Regions from separate parts of the Ovis aries genome. Here region 1 is linked to region 2. Evidence: chromatin contacts called from public Hi-C data. All regions are on one chromosome and are shown on one strand. Each heading gives the region's core, a stretch centred on a gene start, on an enhancer-like site or on the middle of the called end of the contact. The rest is flanking DNA. Distances are from core to core; before and after follow the strand shown. Region 1 holds the start of EHHADH (enoyl-CoA hydratase and 3-hydroxyacyl CoA dehydrogenase). Region 2 overlaps MAP3K13 (mitogen-activated protein kinase kinase kinase 13).

What was found. A called contact is a pair of places that touch in the nucleus more often than the background predicts.
Region 1: a contact with region 2 is called in a Hi-C map of liver, with 5 times the contacts expected there. The contact joins the promoter of EHHADH here to the enhancer-like site in region 2. A contact is called at or near these places in 3 of 16 Hi-C or Micro-C datasets (blood, liver and mixed tissues).

What each region holds. Positions count from the first base shown.
Region 1 is chr1:202,651,872-202,657,973 of ARS-UI_Ramb_v3.0, forward strand. EHHADH (enoyl-CoA hydratase and 3-hydroxyacyl CoA dehydrogenase) reads left to right here and starts at 2,935. Exons shown (of 7, transcript XM_027957538.2): 1 at 2,935-3,031. The coding sequence starts at 2,958.
Region 2 is chr1:202,620,251-202,626,935 of ARS-UI_Ramb_v3.0, forward strand. MAP3K13 (mitogen-activated protein kinase kinase kinase 13) reads right to left here. Exons shown (of 16, transcript XM_060419588.1): 3 at 1-112. Among named protein-coding and RNA genes, the nearest start is that of MAP3K13, 16 kb to the right of the region's middle. Within about 2 kb of position 1,456, at least 6 of the 54 cell types and tissues checked have an H3K27ac peak or open chromatin away from gene starts, as enhancers often do. A contact at or near this core is called in liver, where this site is marked.

The DNA of each region.
Region 1 (6,102 bases), core at 1,685-4,184, 33 kb after region 2:
CTTACATTGAGATTTTGGGCAAGGTGAAGTTGAGAGAATTTTAGAGGCAGTAGAGATTGATACCACTAATAAGAAGCTGGTTGATATTGAATGTTAGCTTGTGCCCAGGGATATTCATGATTGGCTGGCTATCAAAGTGAGGGGCTGTCCTTGATGGATTATATGGTTCTGACTGCTACTTGTTTCCAGGGCCTCAAGGCCATGGGTACTTTCCTAAGAGTAGGAAACTGGTTTTATTTTCAATGTGCTGTGCTTGGTCACTCAGTTGTGTCCAACTCTGTGACCCCGTGGACTGTAGCCCACCAGGCTCCTCTGTCCGTGGGGATTTTCCAGGCAAGAATACTGGAGTGGGTTTCTATGCCCTCCTCCATGGGATCTTCCCAACCCAGGGATCAAACCCATGTCTCCCCCATTGCAGGGGGATTCTTTACTGTCAGAGCCACCAGGGAAGCCCTTATTTTCAATAGGTAAAAGAATATCGCATCTACTTCTGCTTTCTTGACTATGCCAAAGCCTTTGACTGTGTAGATCACAACAAACTGTGGAAAATTCTTCAAGAGATGGGAATACCAGACCACCTGACCTGCCTCTTGAGAAATCTGTATGCAGTTCAAGAAGCAATAGTTAGAACTGGACATGGAACAACAGACTGGTTCCCAATTGGGAAAGGAGTATGTCAAGGCTATATATTGTCACCGTGCTTATTTAACTTATATGCAGAGTACATCATGCGAAATGCCAGGCTGGATGAAGCACAAGCTGGAATCAAGATTGCCAGGAGAAATATCAATAACCTCAGATATGCAAATGACACCACCCTTATGGCAGAAAGTGAAGAGGAACTGAAGAGCCTCTTGATGAAAGTGAAAGAGGAGAGTGAAAAAGCTGGCTTAAAACTCAACATTCAAAAAACAAAGATCATGGCATCTGGTCCCATTCGGTTCAGTTTAGTTCAGTTGCTCAGTCATGTCTATTTGCGACCCCATGAATTGCAGCACGCCAGGCCTCCCTGTCCATCACCAACTCCCAGAGTTCACTCAGACTCATGTGCATCAAGTCGGCGATGCCATCCAGCCATCTCATCCTCTGTTGTCCCCTTCTCCTCCTGCCTCCAATCCCCCCCAGCATCAGAGTCTTTTCCAATGAGTCAACTCTTCACATGAGGTGGCCAAAGTACTGGAGTTTCAGCTTTAGCATCATTCCTTCCAAAGAAATCCCAGGGCTGATCTCCTTCAGAATGGATTGGTTGGATCTCCTTGCAGTCCAAGGGACTCTCAAGAGTCTTCTCCAACACCGCAGTTCAAAAGCATTACTTCATGGCAAATAGAGGGGAAGCAATGGAAACAGTGACAGGCTTTATTTTCTTGGGCTCCAAAATCACTGCAGATGGTGACTGCAGCCATGAAATTAAAAGATGCTTGCTCCTTGAAAGAAAAGCTGTGACCAACCTAGACAGCAAAGGTCCATCTGGTCAAAGCTATGGTTTTTCCAGTAGTCATGTATGGAGGTGAGAGTTGGACTATAAAGAAGGCTGAGTACCGAAGAATTGATGTTTTTGAACTGTGGTGTTGGAGAAGACTCTTGAGAGTCCCTTAGACTGCAAGGAGATCACACCAGTCAATCCTAAATGAAATCAGTCCTGAACATTCATTGGAAAGACTGATGCTGAAGCTGAAACTCCAATACTTTGACCACCTGATGTGAAGAACTGACTCCTTGGAAAAGACCCTGATGCTGGGAAAGATTGAAGGCAGGAAGAGAAGGGGACAACAGAGAATGAGATGGTTGGATGGCATCACTGACTCAATGGACATGAATTTGAGCAAGCTCAAGGAGTTGGTGATGAACAGGGAGTCCTGGCATGCTGCAGTCCATGGGGCTGCAAGGAGTCGGACATGACTGAGCAACTGAACTGAAAAGAATGTCTGTGAAAATAATCCTTCAGTTCAGTTCAGTTCAGTCGTTCAGTCGTGTCCGACTCTTTGTGACCCCATGAATCACAGCACGCCAGGCCTCCCTGTCCATCACCCGGAGTTCACTCAGATTCACGTCCATCGAGACAGTGATGCCATCCAGCCTCGTTGCTGAAATTTGTGAAACGTCAGTGAATAAAACCACTCCATTGTTTTGTTTTTCCTCTGAAACTTCCAGACTGCCTTCTGGCCAGTTGATGGGCTGTGGAGACCACCTGAGGCCAACTGCATCTTCAAAAACTTTGTCCCATTCTGAACCCAGCCTCATTTATCTTTAGTCTTTGGCCTGCTGCCTAGGACATAATAGTTGCTCGATTCATAGTTGAAGTATTAATCTTAGAAATAATCCTTAGGAATGCCAGAAGAAGGAAAAAAAAAAAACTGGAAGGATTGAACAGACAAGAAAGTGGTATGTTCCACAAGGTTGCTGCATGACAGTTCTGTACATGTTTGGTTGATATTAGTACCTTACTCATTTAGATGAAATGCATGAAGTGTTTTATATGTTCCAGGTATGTGTCATATCATATAATTGTCAGGATCCCACATATCTGTCTTTGTTAAGAAGGATAATGAAGACTGTGATGAAGCTGCACCAACTTAGTGCATCTAGAACTTGTCCAGGGAAGCCAGCCCCTCTGGGCCAGGGGTTTGCAAATCTGGACTTACTGGCAATTTCACGCATCTTCCAACTTCCTGCCTGACCTACTTTGTGATGGGAGCAGGACAGGGGCCAGCAAAGAGGAAGAGACGGCAAGGGTGTGCTGAGCACGGGGCTGCGGTCAGGGAAGGAGGAGGACTGAGATGGAGGATGGGCATCAGAGCCCGGGAGCGTCCCGGGGCGGGAAGCGGTGCTGGGGCCGGAGGCGGTGCCGGGTTCACATTGGCCCAGCAGACGCCCCTCCTCTCCCCAGGACGCGCCCAGCGAAAGTGATCTTGCCTCTCAGCTGAGGGGTGAGGCGACTTTGGGGCAACTGAGCAAACATGGCTGAGTTCACGCGGCTGCAGAACAGCCTGGCACTGATCCGTCTACGAAACCCGCCAGTCAATGCGATCAGGTAACGGGCTCTCGGCGATCAGTCTGGGGAGGGCGAGCAGGGGCGTACCTGCCTGCCTCAAGTGGAGGCTTTGACTTCCCCCTGCTGGTTTAAACGGAGAAAGACACTGACACGGATAGAATCAGGGCAAATGCCAGGACCTTTTACGTTGTGGTTTCCCAGACGATAAAGCGTCTGCCTGCAATGCGGGAGACTCGGGTTCGATTCCTGGGTCGGGAAGATCCCCTGGAGAAGGAAATGGCAATCCACTCCAGCACTCTTGCCTGGAAAATCCCATGGACGGAGGAGCCTGATAGGCTACAGTCCATGGGGTCGCAAAGAGTCGGACACGACTGAGCGACTTCACTTTCACTTTACATTGGTAGCCTCGGTACCTGTTTGCAGAGACCTCTCATCTCCGTTTCGCTGATAAAGAAACCGAGGCTGAGAGGAAGACAGCTAGAAATTGGGGAGCTGCGCCCGAACCGGTCTGTCCGTGCCAACTTCGTGCTGAACTCCTGTTTACTTGCAACTTTGACTTCTCAGATGTACTTTCTAGTCCAGAGGTCTTTGTGCCTCTGTCCGTGCCAACTTCGTGCTGCACTCTTCTGCTTACTTGCAACTTTGACTTCTCAGATGTACTTTCTAGTCCAGAGGTCTTAGTGCCTCTGTCCGTGCCAACTTCGTGCTGCACTCTTCTGCTTACTTGCAACTTTGACTTCTCAGATGTACTTTCTAGTCCAGAGGTCTTAGTGCTGTGCTGCCTGGACCTTGATCCCTCCCTTCCCAACCTGGAGTCCAGGCCACCCTTACAATGTGTGACTAAAAGCTTTGGGAGTCCAAAAATAAGGTGGCTTCACACTGTTAAAAATAAAGATCCCCATTAATGCCAATATATTGAGTAAAAGAGAATTATGTCCTGGCCCAGAAACACAAAGATGTATCTCTTGGTTTGTTCTAAACTTCAAGGTCTTAGTGCTTTGGTGAAGATCCATGTTAGAATAAGCTCATGTCAGAATTAGCCTATTAAATAGCATTTCCTGAAAAACTGCTGTGCCGTTTATGTTCTTTTATCGTGGAGTACTTTTCTTGTTAAACTAGTAAAAGCATTACTTTAAAAAGTGAGATTAATGCTGCTATTTTGAAAATTAATGATATATAGGTTTGTGCTAAGTCACTTTAGCCGTGTATGAGTCTGTGTGCCCCTATGGACTGTGTGCCCCTAGGCTCCTCTGTCCATGGGATCCTCCAGGCAAGAATACTGGAGTGAGTTGTCATGCCCTCCTCCAGGGGATCTTTACCACCCAGGGATTGAACTCTTATGCCTCTTGCATTGGCAGGGAGGTTTTCACCACTAGCACCACCTGGTTCTTTTATATCTCTGAAAAAAGTATAGTGATCAACCTGGGGAAAAAACCACTCGTCCACAGGGAGTAGGGAAATGATCATTTACAGAGAACATATAAAGCATAAAGAGAACGACTTTTGGTCAGAATCCTTACTGCATGCTGCTGGAGCAAAAAGAGACTGAAATGAGAAGACATGCTAATTTTAACTGAATTTTTGTCCTGTCAGCAGATTTGGTTTTATCATTAGCATTAATATTATAACTTTTATTTTAATATAAAATTTTGCATTTAATAATATAAAAATTTTCAGAAATAAAATCACACAAAGAATAAGTCCACTTACTTGCCACTCGGAATAAAGCAAAATATTGTTATTTCGGTTTTGATGAAGAAAAACAGGAGTACTACAATTACATATCAATTTTGAACTTTGTATTTCAATTAAAATTACTAAGTATTAGGACTCTGCCTTAATCTCTCATAATGGATAACTGTGCCCATCTCTAACTTTGGGGAAAATGGTTCTACAGTTTAGTACCTATAACTAGGAATATTTTCCCATAACTACTTAAAATGTGTCTGGTATTTAACCTGTTCCCTTTCCCCGTTGCAGAAGAAATTTTAGTACCTACCTCATTAAGTTGTGAGGTTTAAATGTGTTGCCGATTAGAAACTGACACTTAGATGTTGTGTGTGTGTGCGCGCTTAGTTGTGTCTGACTTTTTGACCCCAGGCACTGCAGACTACCAGGCTCTTCTGTCCATGGGATTTTCCAGGCAAGAATACTGGAGTGGGTTGCCATTTCCTACTCCAGGGGATCTTTCCAACTCAGCCGCGTCTTTTGCATCTCTTTCATTGGCAGGCGAATTCTTTACCACTGCACCACCAGCTATCATTATTTTTATTAGGCAAAAGGCCTGTTACAAGCCCCTACCAACAGGCCCTGCTGCTCAGGATTCATTGCAGCTGCATCAGGATTTTCTCCATTTGGCGATAAACACTTTTTTGCGCTTTCCTCTTAAACTTGTACTTAGGTGAAGGTATGTGTCCTAGCACGCTCATCCAGTTTAACAGGTCCCCCCCCCCTTTTTTTCTCTCTTTTTGCTTTACGCTTTTCATCTCCCCTTCCTTTCCTCCTTCCTATTTCTAATTTTATTTGGGTAACTATTTCTTCTTAGATAAGTGAGAGATTATTTGAATATATTTTGGCCCAAACAGTTCAAATCTTTCTTTGTTCCTTTAGCTAAGCGAGATTTCTATTTGGATAAATGCCAACCCTCTTTATAAATGTAGGAGATGCCTAATTACTAGATTTGTCTCCCAAAACAATGGCTTTTATATAATTTTTAATTATATTCTACACAGTAATCCATGTTTTACATAGCAACCTAGGACACGCACACACAAACACACATACAAATATGTAACTGAAAGCAAAGTTTAGTGAAACAAAACTTTTCTTTTTATTTGATGTATTCTATTTTCATTCTGTTTCTTTGAAAAATGCTGGTCACAAGCCACGACTTTGATGACTTCTGGTTTTAAAAAATGGTCACAAAAAAGACTTCTAAAGTGACAGAAGGTTAAGTTCTTTGGTTATCACTCATGAAATGTTACCTTTAGACTCCATTTCTCCATACCTGAGAATATTAAGGGGAGAAAATAATTTCTTAACCCCTGTGACTTTGAAATTGCTACGAAGGTGTGGTCCCTTTTCACTCAGCCAGAATCTAGTAAAGCTGT
Region 2 (6,685 bases), core at 206-2,705:
TCCAGTATTCTTGCCTGGAGAATCCCTACAGACAGAGGAGCCTGGTGGGCCACAGTCCATGGGGTCGCAGAGAGTCAGACATGACTGAGCCACTAGGTACACAGGACTGCACCTATTAGAGAAGGAAATGCAACCCACGTCAGTATTCTTGCCTGGGAAGTCCCAAGGACAGAAAGAGCCTGGTGGGCTACAGTTCATCGGGTTGCGAAGAGTCAGACATGATTGAGCCACTAAGCACACAGCACTGTACCTGTTAGAGAAGGAAATGCAACCCACTCTAGTCTCCTTGCCTGGGAAATCCCATGTACAGAAAGAGACTGGCGGGCTACAGTTCATGGGGTTGCATAGAGTTGCATATGACTTAGCGGCTAAACAACTGTACCTATATTTCCTCTTCCTTATGATTTCCTTAATAATGTTTTCTTTTCTCTAGCTTACTTTACTATAAGAATAACCCATGGCTGATTTGTATCGATGTATGGTGAAAGCCACTATAATATTGTAAAGTAATTAGCCTCCAATTAAAAAAAAAGAATACAACATATAATACACATAACATACAAAATACATATAAATTGACTGTTTATGTTATAGGTGAGGCTTCCTGTCAACAATAAGCTATTAGTAAATTTTGGGGGTGTCAAAAGTTATATGTGGATTTTTGTCTGTGTAGGGGTCAGTGTCCTTAGTCCTCGTGTTATTCAAGGGGTCAACTGTACTATTTTTCATCTTTATGAAAATTTGTAAGATCCTTCCAAAACTTATTTTATGCAACTTTTTTTTTAGATTGATCCATGTTGATAAAAGTAGCTCTACAATGCACTGATGAAATTTATTACAATGAATGAACTGAAATTCATTCATCATTTTCTTCTTAATAGAACTTCAGATTATTTTCTTTTAAAACAGTGATGCAATTAATATTTTAATAAATTATTTCAGCAAATACAAAGAACCACCATATTTTAAAAAAATGTGTCTGAATCTCTCCCTCCCCCTATCCTTTCTCTTAATTTCAACCAAAAAAGCACCGAAATTCTTTCAAAACAGCTGAATGAGAAGGAAAGGAGAGTCAGACAATAACTAAAGAGAATGTGAAGTCTTGAAGACCTTCCTGGGCTGGGAAGAAAATGAGCAAAGATGACTCAGGGAATGACAGCAGATGTATGGGATTGCAAGACTAACATTCTCAAAGAATGGAAGCAACAACGAGTACTACTAGGAACATTCTCCAGAAAAGTCATTCTAAAGTAGGAGGAAAGTCCTAAGGTACTACTCAGATCAAAACTCCACTCTTTTGAATTCTTTAGGGAAATAATTTTGAGACACAAAATTGGTTAACTCGAAACATCTCTGACTCAGCTCCTAGGAAGTCAAGTCCCACTGAGAACAGAAGAGAGCTCAGAGACGGGTTCCAGCACCAGAAAATCAGCAATACTATAGATCAACACCAGAGGGAGCAAAAGATTACAAACTCCTGAAAAAGAAACTAATTGGGAAGGTACATACTTGTTTGGTCAAAGTTCATTCGGGTTTTTCCGTAAGATCTTACAATACAATACAATTCATACAAGCTCAGAGAAGATGCCTTTTCACAGAAGCTTTAAGAGGCTCCCAGAATTTTCAGTAGAGCTGACTGGTGACGGTCTTCCCCTTATGAAGCCAGTCCCTAGAACTGGGAGAGGTAGCAGTTTTTTTTAAATGTGCGAATTCCAGCAGAAAACAAGGCATAGAAAGAAAGGAGGAAACATGGCTCAACCAAAGAAACAAAATAAATCTCCAGAAACAGACCCTAAAGAAATGGAGGCTCATGAATTACCTGACAAAGAATTAAAACAATCGTCTTAAAGATGCTCAATGTGCTACACAAGAACACAGACAACTAAAGAAAATCAGGGAAATGACGCATGAACAAAACAAGACTATCAGCAAAGACAAAGCATAAAAAAAAGAACCAAACAACTTCAGGAGCTGAACCAAACAACTTCCACATAAACATGTGGAAATTATACACATTATGAGCTGCCAACGCATCAAGGAAGAAAACACATGGGAAATTAGGAAATATCTTGAGACGAATGAAATGAGAACACAATATGCCAAAACTTATATGCTGCACAGTGTGCATAAAGGTCACACTACTGAACACTTGAATGGTTAAGATGTTGGGAAGGTGCCACAGACACACAGACACACACACATAAAGAAGGCAGTCATGTGAAGATGAAGGCAGAGATTACAGCCATGCGGTCACAGAGCAAGCAATACTGAGAACTGTCAGCAAATGCCACGAGTTAGGAGAAATGCAAGGAGATAAACTATACTCCAACATAAAACAAATATTAAAAATAATAAAAACTATCCAATATCAATTTTTAAAAAGAGAGAGGAAAGGCATGGAGTAGATTCTTTCCTACATTCTTCAGAGAGACAGACAGCACAGCCAACTCCTCGATTTTGGACTTCTTGCATCCAGAACTATGATAGAATTGCTGGTGTTTTAGCTCATTCTAGTTTGTGGCACTGTGTTTTGGCAGCCCTAGGAAATTAACACAAGGGATCTATAGAAAACAGCTTGAGTGAGTGCAGACTCCCTGGTGTCTGGGGCTCCCAGTTATTCTAGACTGTTATTCTAGCCCCATATTCAAACATCAAGAATTCGTTAAAATTTTAACTTTTTCTTTAGCAATCACCCTTTTATGCTGGTCACTGTTTCCTCTCATGCTCTGCCAAACGTAAAAACAGTTCTGTGCCCCATCTCTTCTCAGAAGGGCTTGTCTTTGGAATTTCGGTTTACCTGACTGCCTTGTGAACCCAGCTCTCTCATGGACTCAAGAAAAGTTAATGTCTTTATGGATTATCAGGTTTTTCTAATGTTAGGAGTGAGAGAAATGTTCTCTTTGCAACTTTCTACATCTTAAACAGAAGCAAAAGTTCTCCTCCCATAGTTTAATATGAACTTTAGATTTAAAAGATTTTTAATTTCCATATGCAATTGCAAATGGTTTTTTAAAATATCTAAAACCATGTCCAGAAAGCACTTTGGTTTATTTGCTCTGTTTATTAATACTTTTAATTTTGGCATAAATTATGTATACTAAGAAAATGTTATCACTTTAATATTCCATGCTTATTAAACAATCTCTAAACAACTTGATTTCACAAATCTTTATCTTGGTATTTGTTTCCATCTTTGTCTTCATTCTATATATGCATGTGCAGTACATATACTAGTGCTTTTTCTTCTGAATTGGATCCATGCTAATTTCTGATTCACAGGTTAGGTTTTTGTTTTTCAAAATAATCCTCTTAATGATGATGTGTCTAATTTTGGTTTTCAGTCTTGCACCTTATATTTTGACCTATCTGTACTAATACCACACGGTTTCAAGGGCAACTACATTATAGTACATAAAATTTTGGAAGTCAATCTTTTCTTCTTGAGCTTTCTTTGGTGACTTTTTATTTGTACGTGCACTCTTATTTTCTCCAAGTAAATTAGCTACCATTTTATATACATCTATTTTTACATGCTATGGCAGGTTTAGGAAGAAAATACTACTACTTATTGACTATATTTACGTTACCCATTCAAGAGTAACTTACTTAGTTCTAACCTATTGATGGCAAATAGAAGGGGAAACAATGAAAACAGTGACAGACTTTATTTTTTGGGGCTCCAAAATCACTGCAGATGGTGACTGCAGCCATGAAATTAAAAGACGCTTGCTCCTTGGAAGAAAAGCTATGACCAACCTAGACAGCATATTAAAAAGCAGAGACATTACTTTGCCGACAAAGGCCCATATAGTCAAAGCTATGGTTTTTCCAGTAGTCATGAATGGATGTGAGAGTTGGACCATAAAGAAGGCTGAGTGCCGAAGAATTGATGCTTCTGAACTGTGGTGTTGAAGAAGACTCTTGAGAATCCTTTGGATTGCAAAGATATCAAACCAGTCAATCCTAAAGGAAATCAATCCTGAATATTCATTGGAAGGACTGATGCTGAAGCTGAGGCTCCAATGCTTTGATCACCTGATGCGAAGAACTGACTCACTGGAAAAGGCCCTGACGCTGGGAAAGATTGAAGGCAGGAGGAGAAGGGGACGACAGAATGAGATGGCTGGACGGCATCACCGACTCAATGGACGTGAGTTTGAGCAAGGTCCGGAAGATGGTGAAGGACAAGGAAAACTGACATGCTGCAGTCCATGGGGTCTCAAAGAGTCGGACATGACTGAGCAACTGAACAATAACAAACCTATTGAAAGCACTATTTCTTAATTGCATACTGACAGAATACCTGAAAATATCCAGGGTTTGATAAGTAGTAGTCGAATGAGTATAAACGTATACTGACATTTTGAAAGTCTCAGCTTAATGGGATTTTTCCCATTATGTCAAAAATACTTTGATTTCAATAAACAAAAAACCTTTAATTATTTTATATTCAGCCACATTAAGACAATTAAGCAATACCATATTCAACCACTTGAGCAGTTTCATACATGATTCATTCATTCACTCAATGAATATTTATTCACTACTCACTATGAGTTAAACCCTGTTCTAGGCACTAGGGTTACAGCAGAAAATAAAAGACAAAGCAAATCACTCTGCTCACATGCAGCTTATATAACAGAGCTGAGAGAAAGTAGATGAGATAAAGAAGGAAAATACATGGAATATTATATAGTGAGAAGGACAAAAAGCAAGCAAGAAAAGGGATTAAGAAGTATGTGTGTGGTAGCTGGAAGGAAGAGTTGGGAGTGTAGCTAGTGTGACCTCCAAGTCAGATCCTGAAGGAGGTGAGGGAAAGTACCACACAGTTTCTAGATCATTCCAAGCACAGGGCATAGCACCAGCAAAATCCTTAAAACAGAGAGAAGGCTGAAACAGGTGACCTGGTGAAGAGTAGGAGCAGATCACATCAAAGGGTTTTTATTAGTCAGACAGGAAGCTACTGGAGTTTTGAGCAGAGCGACTTGATGTTACTTCTGTTTAACAAGATCACTTTGGCTGCTGTGTTGATAGAAAGGGGCAAGGGTAGAAGAAAGAAGGTTAAGTTAGGAGGTAGAAGTGACTGGACTCTGCCTGTATGTTTAGGACAGAGCCCACAGGACTTTCTCAAGGATCAGATGGTTGGCATGAGAGAAGGCGGGCATCAAGGATAACTCCAAGGCTGAGAAATAATAATGATAGAATTGTCTATTACCAAGATTAAAAAAATGAAAAAGAAGTTTGATGAGAGGGATGATCAGGTGTTCAGTTTTGAACATGCTAAATTTTAGATGAATGTTAGACACATACATGGACATGTTAAGCTTGTAGATGTTTATACATCTGGAGCTCAGAGGAGAGGTCTAAGCTGGAGATTAAAAATGTTTTGGTATTTAAGGTACTAAAACTTTGAGAGTGGATGCCTTCTTCAGTGATCAATGCAAAGAAATAGAGGAAAACAACAGATTGGGAAAGACTAGAGATCTCTTCAAGAAAATTAGAGATACCAAGGGAACATTTCATGCAAAGATGGGCTCGATAAAGAACAGAAATGGTATGGACCTAACAGAAGCAGAAGATATTAAGAAGAGGTGGCAAGAAGACACGGAAGAACTGTACGAAAAAGATCTTCACGACCCAGATAGTCATGATGATGTGATCACCAATCTAGAACCAGACATCCTGGAATGTGAAGTCAAGTGGGCCTTAGAAAGCATCACTACAAACAAAGCTAGTGGAGGTGATGGAATTCCAGTTGAGCTGTTTCAAATCCTGAAAGATGATGCTGTGAAAGTGCTGCACTCAATATGCCAGCAAATTTGGAAAACTCAGCAGTGGCCGCAGGACTGGAAAAGGTCAGTTTTCATTCCAATCCCAAAGAAAGGCAATGCCAAAGAATGCTCAAACTACCGCACAATTGCACTCATCTCCCATGCTAGTAAAGTAATGCTCAAAATTCTCCAAGCCAGGCTTCAGCAATATGTGAACCGTGAACTCCCTGACATTCAAGCTGGTTTTAGAAAAGGCAGAGGAATCAGAGATCAAATTGCCAACATCTGCTGGATCATGGAAAAAGCAAGAGAGTTCCAGAAAAACATCTATTTCTGCTTGATTGACTATGCCAAAGCCTTTGACTGTGTGGATCACAAGAAACTGTGGAAAATTCTGAAAGAGATGGGAATACAGACCACCTGACCTGCCTCTTGAGAAATCTGTATGCAGGTCAGGAAGCAACAGTTAGAACTGGACATGGAACAACAGACTGGTTCCAAATAGGAAAAGGAGTACATCAAGGCTGTATATTGTCACCCTGCTTATTTAACTCCTATGCAGAGTACATCATGAGAAATGCTGGACTGGAAGAAACACAAGCTGGAATCAAGATTGCCAGGAGAAATATCAATAACCTCAGATATGCAGATGACACCACCCTTATGGCAGAAAGTGAAGAGGAGCTAAAAAGCCTCTTGATGAAAGTGAAAGAGAGCGAAAAAGTTGGCTTAAAGCTCTTGAGAGTCCCTTGGACTGCAAGGAGATCTAACCAGTCCATTCTGAAGGAGATCAACCCTGGGATTTCTTTGGAAAGAATGATGCGAAAGCTGAAACTCCAGTACTTTGGCCACCTCATGAGAAGAGTTGACCCATTGGAAAAAACTCTGATGCTGGGAGGGATTGGCGGCAGGAG